3 separate regions of the Sus scrofa genome follow, and regions 1 and 3 are each linked to region 2. The links are chromatin contacts, called in public Hi-C and HiChIP or PLAC-seq maps. All regions are on one chromosome and are shown on one strand. The core of a region is the stretch at or near the end of the contact, and the rest is flanking DNA. Distances in the headings are between cores, read along the strand shown. Region 1 overlaps VAV3 (guanine nucleotide exchange factor VAV3). Region 2 holds the start of VAV3 (guanine nucleotide exchange factor VAV3). Region 3 overlaps LOC106510205 (a long non-coding RNA gene).

Region 1 (2,846 bases), core at 245-2,744, 160 kb before region 2:
TGTGCAGGGGTCTCACTCGGTGATTACCCACACATATGCTTATTTATCACCTACTGGAGGAGGCAGCTTATCACTGGGGTGACAGACTCCGAGCTCTGAGGTAAGGACACCTGGCTGAGCGAGGCCACCCCTTACCGGCCTTATGGATGGTAACAACCACTCACCTGCCTCTCGGAGTTACTGGGAAAAGTAAATGCGATAACGCCCATCAACAAATGCTTAACTCAATAGATGTGAACTTTAAAAAAGAATCCCATCGCAGTAGAGTTGATTTACCATGTTGGGCTAATTTATGCTGCACAGCAAGGTGATTCAGCCACACATACACACACATCCGTTCCCATAGAGGTCGTCACAGAACACTCTCTAGATTTCTCTGTGCTACACAGCAGGTTCCTGTGGATCACCCATCCCATACACAAAAGTGTGCATGTGTCAGTCCCAGCCCCCCCAGTACTTCCCTCTCCCCTCCACCCTTCCCCGTTGGAAAGCATAAATTTGTTTTCAAAGTCTGTGAGTATGTTTCTGCTTTGTAAATAAGTTCATTTGTATCATTTTTTCACTTCTTTATCCATTCCTCTGTTGATGGACATAATAAATGTAAACTTTTATTAACATATAAAATACAATGATTATATACAAAAGAAATTTAATTGGAAGCCTTCATGCAACTTCTTCCTGGTTGAAGAGCGAGAAACCACCACCAAGATAACACCTGATATCAATTCATTTCCATAATAAAGACAGCACATCTTTAGTGAGTGTGTAAATTCAGGAGATGATGTATGAACAAATACTAAATTTATCAAAATAAACTGATTCAGGAGTTCCCTTTGTGGCGCAGTGGTTAACGAATCCGACTAGGAACCATGAGGTTGCGGGTTCGATCCCTGCCCTTGCTTAGTGGGTTAACGATCCAGCGTTGCCGTGAGCTGTGGTGTAGGTTGCAGACGCGGCTGGGATCCTGCGTTGCTGTGGCTCTGGCGTAGGCCGGTGGCTACAGCTCCGATTCGACCCCTAGCCTGGGAATCTCCATATGCTGCGGGAGCAGCCCAAGAAATGGCAAAAAGACAAAAAAAAACTGATTCAGGATAAAAATAATCATTTGCTAAATTTCTGAAAATATGCATTATTGAGTGAAGAGTCCAGCTACTGGAAGACTCCAGAATAATCCGTGGAGTAATATTTGGGCTCATGAATTAACCGCATTGTTGAATTTTAGTATGAGCCTTGTCCTGACTTGGCACTGTTTTAAAGTTACAGGGTGGAGTCAGCCTCTAATTTTTTTTTTTTTCACTGTGGTCCCAGCAGTGTCACTATTTATAAAAAGATAAATAGCAGCAGTATTAGCATGGCTACACATGTGCTGTTGCTCTCATTTACTTTAACACAAATACTAAAACACCAGAACTATTCACAAGCTGTGCCCTCCCCACAAGACTCTTATGTAGTTTGATTTTTTCATATAACTGTCCACCAGAGGGAGCCAGACGACAGTATATTCGCTTCTGCAATGCGTGTACCGTACAAACATTTCTGAAAATAAACAAGCTGAAACCATCGCCTCTTATTGACTCAAAGGGATTACTGATTACTACTCTATCATAGAAAAATACCATAAAAATATAAATCGTGGAAGAGACGGGAGGATAGTATGTAGTATGTCCTAAAGTGAATCTCTCAGGTCTATCGCTCAGGGTTATTTCTATCTTATGGTACATCAAGTCCATCCATTAACTCCAAGTTTAGCCAAAGCAAATAAAGGCTGTTTGGTCAATGCAGCATTTTTAGAACAGTGTGTATTGTATTAAGGTAAAGTGCATCCGGATTTGAAATAGACAAGTACACAAATTAATGCCAGATTCTTAAGTCCTCTGTGTGGAGACCAATCTACTGTTAGAAACATCCATCAGGAATATTTATAAAAGGAAACATCCCCAAGGGCAGTAAAAAAAAAAAAAAAAAAAAAAAAAAAGGAAGAAGAAGAAAAGACTATTTGCCTTGAAATGCCTTAATTTCGAAAATTTCACCTCAAATAATATGGAATACGGACATTTACTCTCAGAAAGAGGAGCAGCGAGTTAGATTATTTGCAAAGTAACAGGCTGACAATCAACTACTAAATCCCCAGCAGGGATTTTTCCTTCTCTACATCATCATCCATCCTTTGTTTGATAAGAAGAGTGGCATCTGTAAGAAAAAAATTCCAGATAACAATGCCTAAGAGTTGTCGTGGGAGGAAGGGGGGTGGCGTGGGCAGGCAGGCTGCTTTATGAGCGTGAGATCCCAGAATCTGTGAAGGATCAAGGGGCAAGTTGAAGAAAGACAGCGGGGTCAAACCTGCCTTTTTAGAAGATCTCAGCAAAGTGCAGGAGAGACTAGGGTAGGAGGAGGTGGCATACAGACAGGGGCCAGGAGAGCCACTAGGAGAGGTTTCTCCATTATCCAGGGAAGAAATGAGAGGTCTGAACCAAGCAGCAGCAGAGCTAGAGAAGAGGTGGACAGATGCGAAGTATTTCTCAGTAGCTGATGCACCGGGGAGGCTGAGGGAGGAGAAAGAGCTCAGGATGACCTGAGCTATTAACATCATGAAGGGCCAACTCCACTGCCGCCACCTGGAAAGCTCCAGAAGGCTGAGAGCAGGAAGCTCTGGTTCTCTGTTCCATGCATGTGCCTGACCATGTACATCACGAACTTGGCCAGGCTGGTCCCCATCCAGAGCCTTCTCTCACCTTCTCCCACCTCCAGTCTGGGTTCTTTGTGTCCCCACAGGACTCTGGACATAACTCTGCCCTAGCATCTATCACCTATTTTTAGAAATGTATTTGCTGTCTAAAACATTTGGA
Region 2 (2,715 bases), core at 156-2,655:
TGTGCTCTACCTTTAAATACATACTTATTACATCATATGAAGTCAGTTCCCCTGCAAAAGGCACTGTTCTGGTTGCTCAGTAGCTGAGGCTCTATATCACTCAGGATTAGTGCTAAAATGTGTCGTAGAGGGAACTGTTTCCTCTCCCTTTTAAGCTGAAAGTGGTATTTTACATTCTGAAAGAGCAAACAGATTTGCTGAATTGTGTTTAACAGCTTTCTGCATGAAAAGTTTCTGATGGGACCAAGAAACTACCATTCCACTGCGATGTGACTTTGGGGCGCACTCAAGAGTGCACAGAGCCTTCCAGAGCTGCAATCTTCTTTAACCCCTGGAAGAGTCACCTCCAGGAAAGGCTCCAGCCACAGAAGCCAACCATACACCATACCACCTGAGCAAGCGCGCTGAATGAAAGAAAGCGGAATCTGGAGCGAAACTTCTCGTTTCCTGTAGCTGTTGAGAGAGGTTGGACTCGCTCCTTCCCACATGGCTTAAGTCGAGCTATAAACATAACCATGTAGCCTGCCAGCTGGCCACAAGCTCTGGGGGCTTTCGGGGGCAGCCGCTGTGCTGTGCTCCCTTTTCCTCCTTTTGACCAGTGTCATTCCGCACAGATAACGGTATGAGAACGCCCTCCACTTCCTAGAGTCCTCATTTATGTCATGGTTCCTCTTTCAAGAAAACATGGGGACGAAACGCAAAGCAAAAGAAGAGACTAAAGGCAAAAGTACCCCCCATCAGCGCCCTTCATCCCCCTCCATCGTCCCCATAAAAGAGCAGGTTCAAATTCCTTTTGTTGTTCACCGACACACACACACACACACACACCCCACGTAGGTGAAGGGCACCCAAGACAGCTTGTTCTTTCCCGCCTCACAGAAAGCCCTTACGAAATCCTCCTACCATCTCAGGACGCAGGGCTCTAGCATTCAGCTAAAGAGCTAATAAACCATCTCAAGTCAAGGTCCAAGAAGTGGTCCGCAAAGCAGAAGGCTGCGAGGCAGGGCACGCTGAGCGCACCTAGATGTTTGCATTTACACAAAGAAATTAGCCGGCTGATTAATGGGAGACGCCGGCTGGAGGCGGAGGCGCCCGCGCCGGCCTCCTTACCTGGGACATCTGAGGCCTCAGGTTGATCTCCTTCAGGTTAATAGAGTGCGCCCGGAGGTTGTTGAGCAGCTGGCAGAGCAGGACTCCATCGCGGAGGGTCTGAGCCAGGTCGAACACCTGCGCCGAGTCCCAGGTCACCCGGTGGTTGGCGGGCAGCACCTTGCAGTGGATGAGCCACTGTGCGCACTGCTTCCACGGCTCCATGCCCGACGGCTCCCGGACGCTGCCGGCCCGGGGCAGGCGGCGAGGATGCGGCGGCCGCCGCCGCGGTTCCTCCGCCCCGCCGACGCCAACGCCAGCCGCGGCGGGCCCCTTCCCAACGAGGGTGCGACGGTGCGAGGGAGCCGGCGCCCGGGCGGGTGGATCCGGGGCTTTGCGCGGGGTTCGGCTCCGGTCCCGGCCGAGGTCCGCCGCCGCCCGGCCGCCGCTGCAGCGCGTCCAGCGCTCTCTCCGTGCGCTCCGGCCGGCTCGGCGGCGACCGCCGCGCACAGGCTTCCGACTCGCGAGCCCGGCGCCGGGCAACTGAGCATGCCCAGCGCGCCGGCCGGTCTCGCTGCCGTCTGCGAGTCCCCAGAGGCGCGGGTGGGAGAGCGCGCGCCGCCCTGGCCTGGGGTCGGCGGCCCGGGCGCGGAGGGGAGGAGGCGGGGGCGGGATGGCCGAGGGGATCCCGGCGCTCCCGCCCACCGCCCCCCCAGGTTGGCGAGGCTCACACAGCCCCAAGCGTCTGAAGATCTTCTACCGGGACGCCTTCCCGGTTTGGGGAGAGAGTATCTGAACACTGTAATTCTGCGGGGGTTCCTGTTAGGACCCCCTAAACCGCGAGCACAATTTTTAAAGGATCTGAGAGGAGGGAAGGATTAATTGGGGCATCGGGACTCCCCGGGGGGAGGGCACAGAGCATCCTGAGAATGCAAGGCTGAAAGTTTTAGAGATCGTTGCCCCCGCAACCCTTCCACCCGCTAAATTCTCTTCCTGCAGATAATTCCAGTTCCTCCAAGTTAGTTGCTCTTAAAGCTGTTTGGGCACCTTAAAAGCGTGTGTTTGGAGACGCCTGCAGAAACCCGCCCCCCACCCCGAGCCTATTTCAACAAGAGATATTTTTCACTTAGAGATGGTGTCCCTCTCCCGTCGCAGGTTCGGAACTGTTGGGCGCCGCAGGCCCGGCCCTTTTGCTGACCGCACAAAAAACCTGCGGGAGAGAAATAGGCCTGTGAAACGCCCAGGAGTTCCCGGCGGCCACACTGCGCATGCGTGGGCGCCCCGGGCCGGGGTTTGAGAGCAGTTAACAGCAGTCTTCAGCGGCACGGGTAGGGCTAAGCTGGGGGACGTGTAGTGAAAGTTGGAACAGGACCCCAGAACTCTAGTGCTGGCTGAGCAGCGCCTGTGCATTTCTTAAATCTTTGGGGGTTGCCCAACGCTGGCCCCTTTTACTCCCACCGTCCCTCAAAACCAAAAATAGTGTTTGAATTCTTTTTCTCAAGGTATTACCACATCCAGCTCTTGCCGTTCTGTGTAAATGTGATTCTGGGTCACTGTTTCGAGAGGTATTCTTTTACATTTTGAAAATAAAAATGAAATATGAAATCTGGGATTTTACATCATTTT
Region 3 (2,993 bases), core at 35-2,534, 130 kb after region 2:
GAATCACTCAGGAATGATATAGTAACAAATCACAGTCTTTAGAATGGTCTGGAACATGGATGTGTGCTCATCAGCAATGTCAGAGAAGGGACTTCTTTATTTCATTGGAAGTTGATGACCCTATAATCCCCCTCCTAAGGGTCCATAATTTTCTGCCCTGGATGATATGAAATCATCATCATATGCATATATGAAATAATATTTCCAAGGGAGCTGTGTTTTCATGCATTCATTAACTTATTCTGGAGAATATTTTTAGCTTTCATCATATCTGGTTGTATTTGAGAACCTAAGTAAAAGGAAAAAATACCCTTTAATGTGGTAGAAATTTCCCTTAATATGGTAAAAATATCCTTTAATAGAACAGAAATGGGAACCTACACACAGTTGTAGCTGGCAAGGTCACTTTGGTAAGGTTCAGATCCTGCACACAAAACTGACCTCAACTTGGCAGCTTCTGCACCGTAAATTACAGGACTGAAAAGAAAGTCAACACTCATTCTAATTAGAGTGATACCCAGCTGTTAGCAATGAACAAAAGGGGCCTAGAGAAGGCAAACCGCCAGCACATATTTTTCAACAGCAAGCAGTTCATTACAATGATAAGGCAAGAGCAGTAAGGGACGGACACATGGTTCTAACTAGACCTGGGAGGTGGGAAGTGCCAGCCCTGGGCCAGATGTATCATTCCAGATCCTGGACTTAAGACTGCAGATGTCTGTTGATGCAGGACAATGATCATACTTAGAGGAAAAAATTTTAAGGAAAAACGTCAGCAACAGGGGAAGGAGCTGGGACAGCTGACGGTCAATCATCTGCCGAAACTCAGGTCTATGTATGACTGGATCACTTTGTTGTGCGGCAGAAATTATCACAACCTTGTAAATCAACTATATTTCAATAAAACATTTAACAATGAAAAAAGGAGCTATTTAAAAAAAAAAAAAAAAAGAATCACCTGGATGCTTCAAAAAAGTGACTGATGCTGGAGTCCCGCAACCAGGGAACCTCATTGCTGGGTCCCAGCTGGGCTCTGGGACTCGGGGTCATTGATTTGCTCCAGATCACCCAGGTTTTAGTTACCTGCAGGCTAGAGAGGATCACTGATGGTGTCCAGGTCCGCATATCTTTCTCCTACCCAGCGTCTGTCGTAACCAGCCCCTGATATGCTGCAAATGCAATGGCCAGCCTTGCTCAGCATTTCTCAAACATCTTTCATGGTGAGATAAAAAGCATACTCAAAACCCCGTGTGGCTCAGTCCAACTGGAGAGACCGTGTCCAGAGAGCCTTGTTTCTATCAGGGAGCGTCTCATCCATTTCTCTTCACTCACGTCACAGGCCAGTCTTGCTGAAGCCAGGAAGTTCTGAGTAAGATCTGGGCAAAGAAATAATAATTCTGTAATTCCCAATTGGCCTGCCTCATCCTGTAACCAAACAGCTGTTGTTGTTGTCTGCTTGCTGAGAGTGCATGCCCCCCCCCAAACACACACACACAAACACACACACGAACCATAACTCACACTCAGCTGTAACCCAGCAGTTCTCTCAAGCCATTTGCAGCCTCTCCTAAACTCCACAATGATTTTATCACTGATGTAATGGCACTTACCTAAAAATCTCAATACGTAATTACATTTAACCCTGATAAACACCTTGACAACTATATTATAAAGGAATCTAGTTGGTCGATAAAATTTAAATATATTCCAAACGGACAAAAGGAGTCCCGGGAACCATGACGCCTCATGTTACCATTGCCATGACCTGGAACCTGCCTCCCATGGCAGCATCGTACAGCTTTTTGTTGCACCTGATCCATCCAGTGAGGAGACAGCTGTCAGAAAAACCACATATGCAAAATTCACAAAGATCTTATGTTTGCTTTTTTAGCATATTAAAAAAAAAATACTGACCCATGAATAGGTCTAGAACATAAGGCTACTCTTGGCTTTGGAGCGTTTTTGAGATAAGAAGTTTTCATACTTTGATGTGTATCAGAATCACCTGGGGAGTGGGAGCTGGGAATTTTTCTTATCGATTTATTAATAGATTTTATTTTTTAGAGCAGTTCTGGATTTACAGAAAATTAAGGTGATAAAATACGGAGAATTACTATACACGTGTGCTCCCCACATGCAGTCTCCCCCGTTAACATCTGACACTAGTTTGGTGCCTGTGGTACAATTACGGAACCCATATTAATACATTACGAATGAGGATCTGTAGTTTCTTCAGATTTCCTTTGTTTTTCCCGAATGCCCTTATTCTAGTCCAGGATATCACATCATGCATGTAGTTGTCATGTGTCCTTAGGCCCCTCTTAGCTGTGATAGCTCCTCAGACTTGTTTCTGATGCCCTTGACAATTTTGAGGCATCCTAGCCTTGTATTTTGCAGGGAGGCCCTCTATTGGAAGATGTCCGATGTTTGCCTCATTAGATTGTGGATTATGAGTTTGGGGGAGGAGGCGCACAGAAGTAAAGTTCCCTTTTCACCCCAGCCTATGAAGGGTGCATCCGATCAACACGATTTATGACTTCCGTTGACCTTGATCATCCAGCCTAGAGAGTGTCCGTGAGGTTGCTCCAGGGAAAGGTTACCTTACCCCCTCTTTCCATGTTGCATGCTTTGGAAGGACGTCCAGAAATAAGGAGAGGAGCTGATGTTCTCCCTCCCTTAGGATGGAGGATCTCATCGTTTATTTGGAGTTTGTCTGGATGGGAAATTTGTCTCTCTCCCCATTTATTAATTTATTCAAGAGTTTATTTATATCTGTATGGATCCATGAATATTTATTTTAATTTATGTTATGCTTTGGGTTATAACCTCAAGGCACTTTATTTTGTTGCTAAAATGTTCAAGCTTGGCCATTGGGAAGCTCTTTCAGGTGGCTTCTGTGCACACTTGACATACCCCTTTAGTGGGTGTGTGTGTACAAATCTATACCTATTTCTATATGAACCATCTGTATCAAAGCTAACCTGAGTTTTTGC

Evidence for each region. A called contact is a pair of places that touch in the nucleus more often than the background predicts. HiChIP or PLAC-seq counts read pairs in DNA pulled down with a chosen protein or histone mark.
Region 1: an H3K27ac HiChIP or PLAC-seq map of alveolar macrophages shows a contact between it and region 2. The contact joins the enhancer-like site here to the promoter of VAV3 in region 2. A contact is called at or near these places in 2 of 5 promoter capture datasets (fetal liver and liver), 9 of 47 Hi-C or Micro-C datasets (alveolar macrophages, blood, embryonic fibroblasts and 5 more) and 2 of 2 datasets of contacts at active chromatin or transcription factors (alveolar macrophages and skeletal muscle).
Region 3: a contact with region 2 is called in a Hi-C map of skeletal muscle, with 5 times the contacts expected there. The contact joins the enhancer-like site here to the promoter of VAV3 in region 2. A contact is called at or near these places in 2 of 47 Hi-C or Micro-C datasets (epiblast stem cells and skeletal muscle) and 2 of 2 datasets of contacts at active chromatin or transcription factors (alveolar macrophages and skeletal muscle).

What each region holds. Positions count from the first base shown.
Region 1 is chr4:111,987,534-111,990,379 of Sscrofa11.1, reverse strand. All of the region lies in intron 2 of VAV3 (guanine nucleotide exchange factor VAV3), which reads right to left. Among named protein-coding and RNA genes, the nearest start is that of VAV3, 160 kb to the right of the region's middle. Within about 2 kb of position 1,494, at least 3 of the 83 cell types and tissues checked have an H3K27ac peak or open chromatin away from gene starts, as enhancers often do. A contact at or near this core is called in alveolar macrophages, where this site is marked.
Region 2 is chr4:111,823,761-111,826,475 of Sscrofa11.1, reverse strand. It overlaps VAV3 (guanine nucleotide exchange factor VAV3), which reads right to left and starts at 1,405. Exons shown (of 28, transcript XM_021090110.1): 1 at 1,111-1,405. The coding sequence starts at 1,314.
Region 3 is chr4:111,694,407-111,697,399 of Sscrofa11.1, reverse strand. It overlaps LOC106510205 (a long non-coding RNA gene), which reads right to left. Exons shown (of 7, transcript XR_002343539.1): 2 at 1,084-1,376. Among named protein-coding and RNA genes, the nearest start is that of SLC25A24, 120 kb to the right of the region's middle. Within about 2 kb of position 1,284, at least 5 of the 83 cell types and tissues checked have an H3K27ac peak or open chromatin away from gene starts, as enhancers often do. A contact at or near this core is called in skeletal muscle, where this site is marked.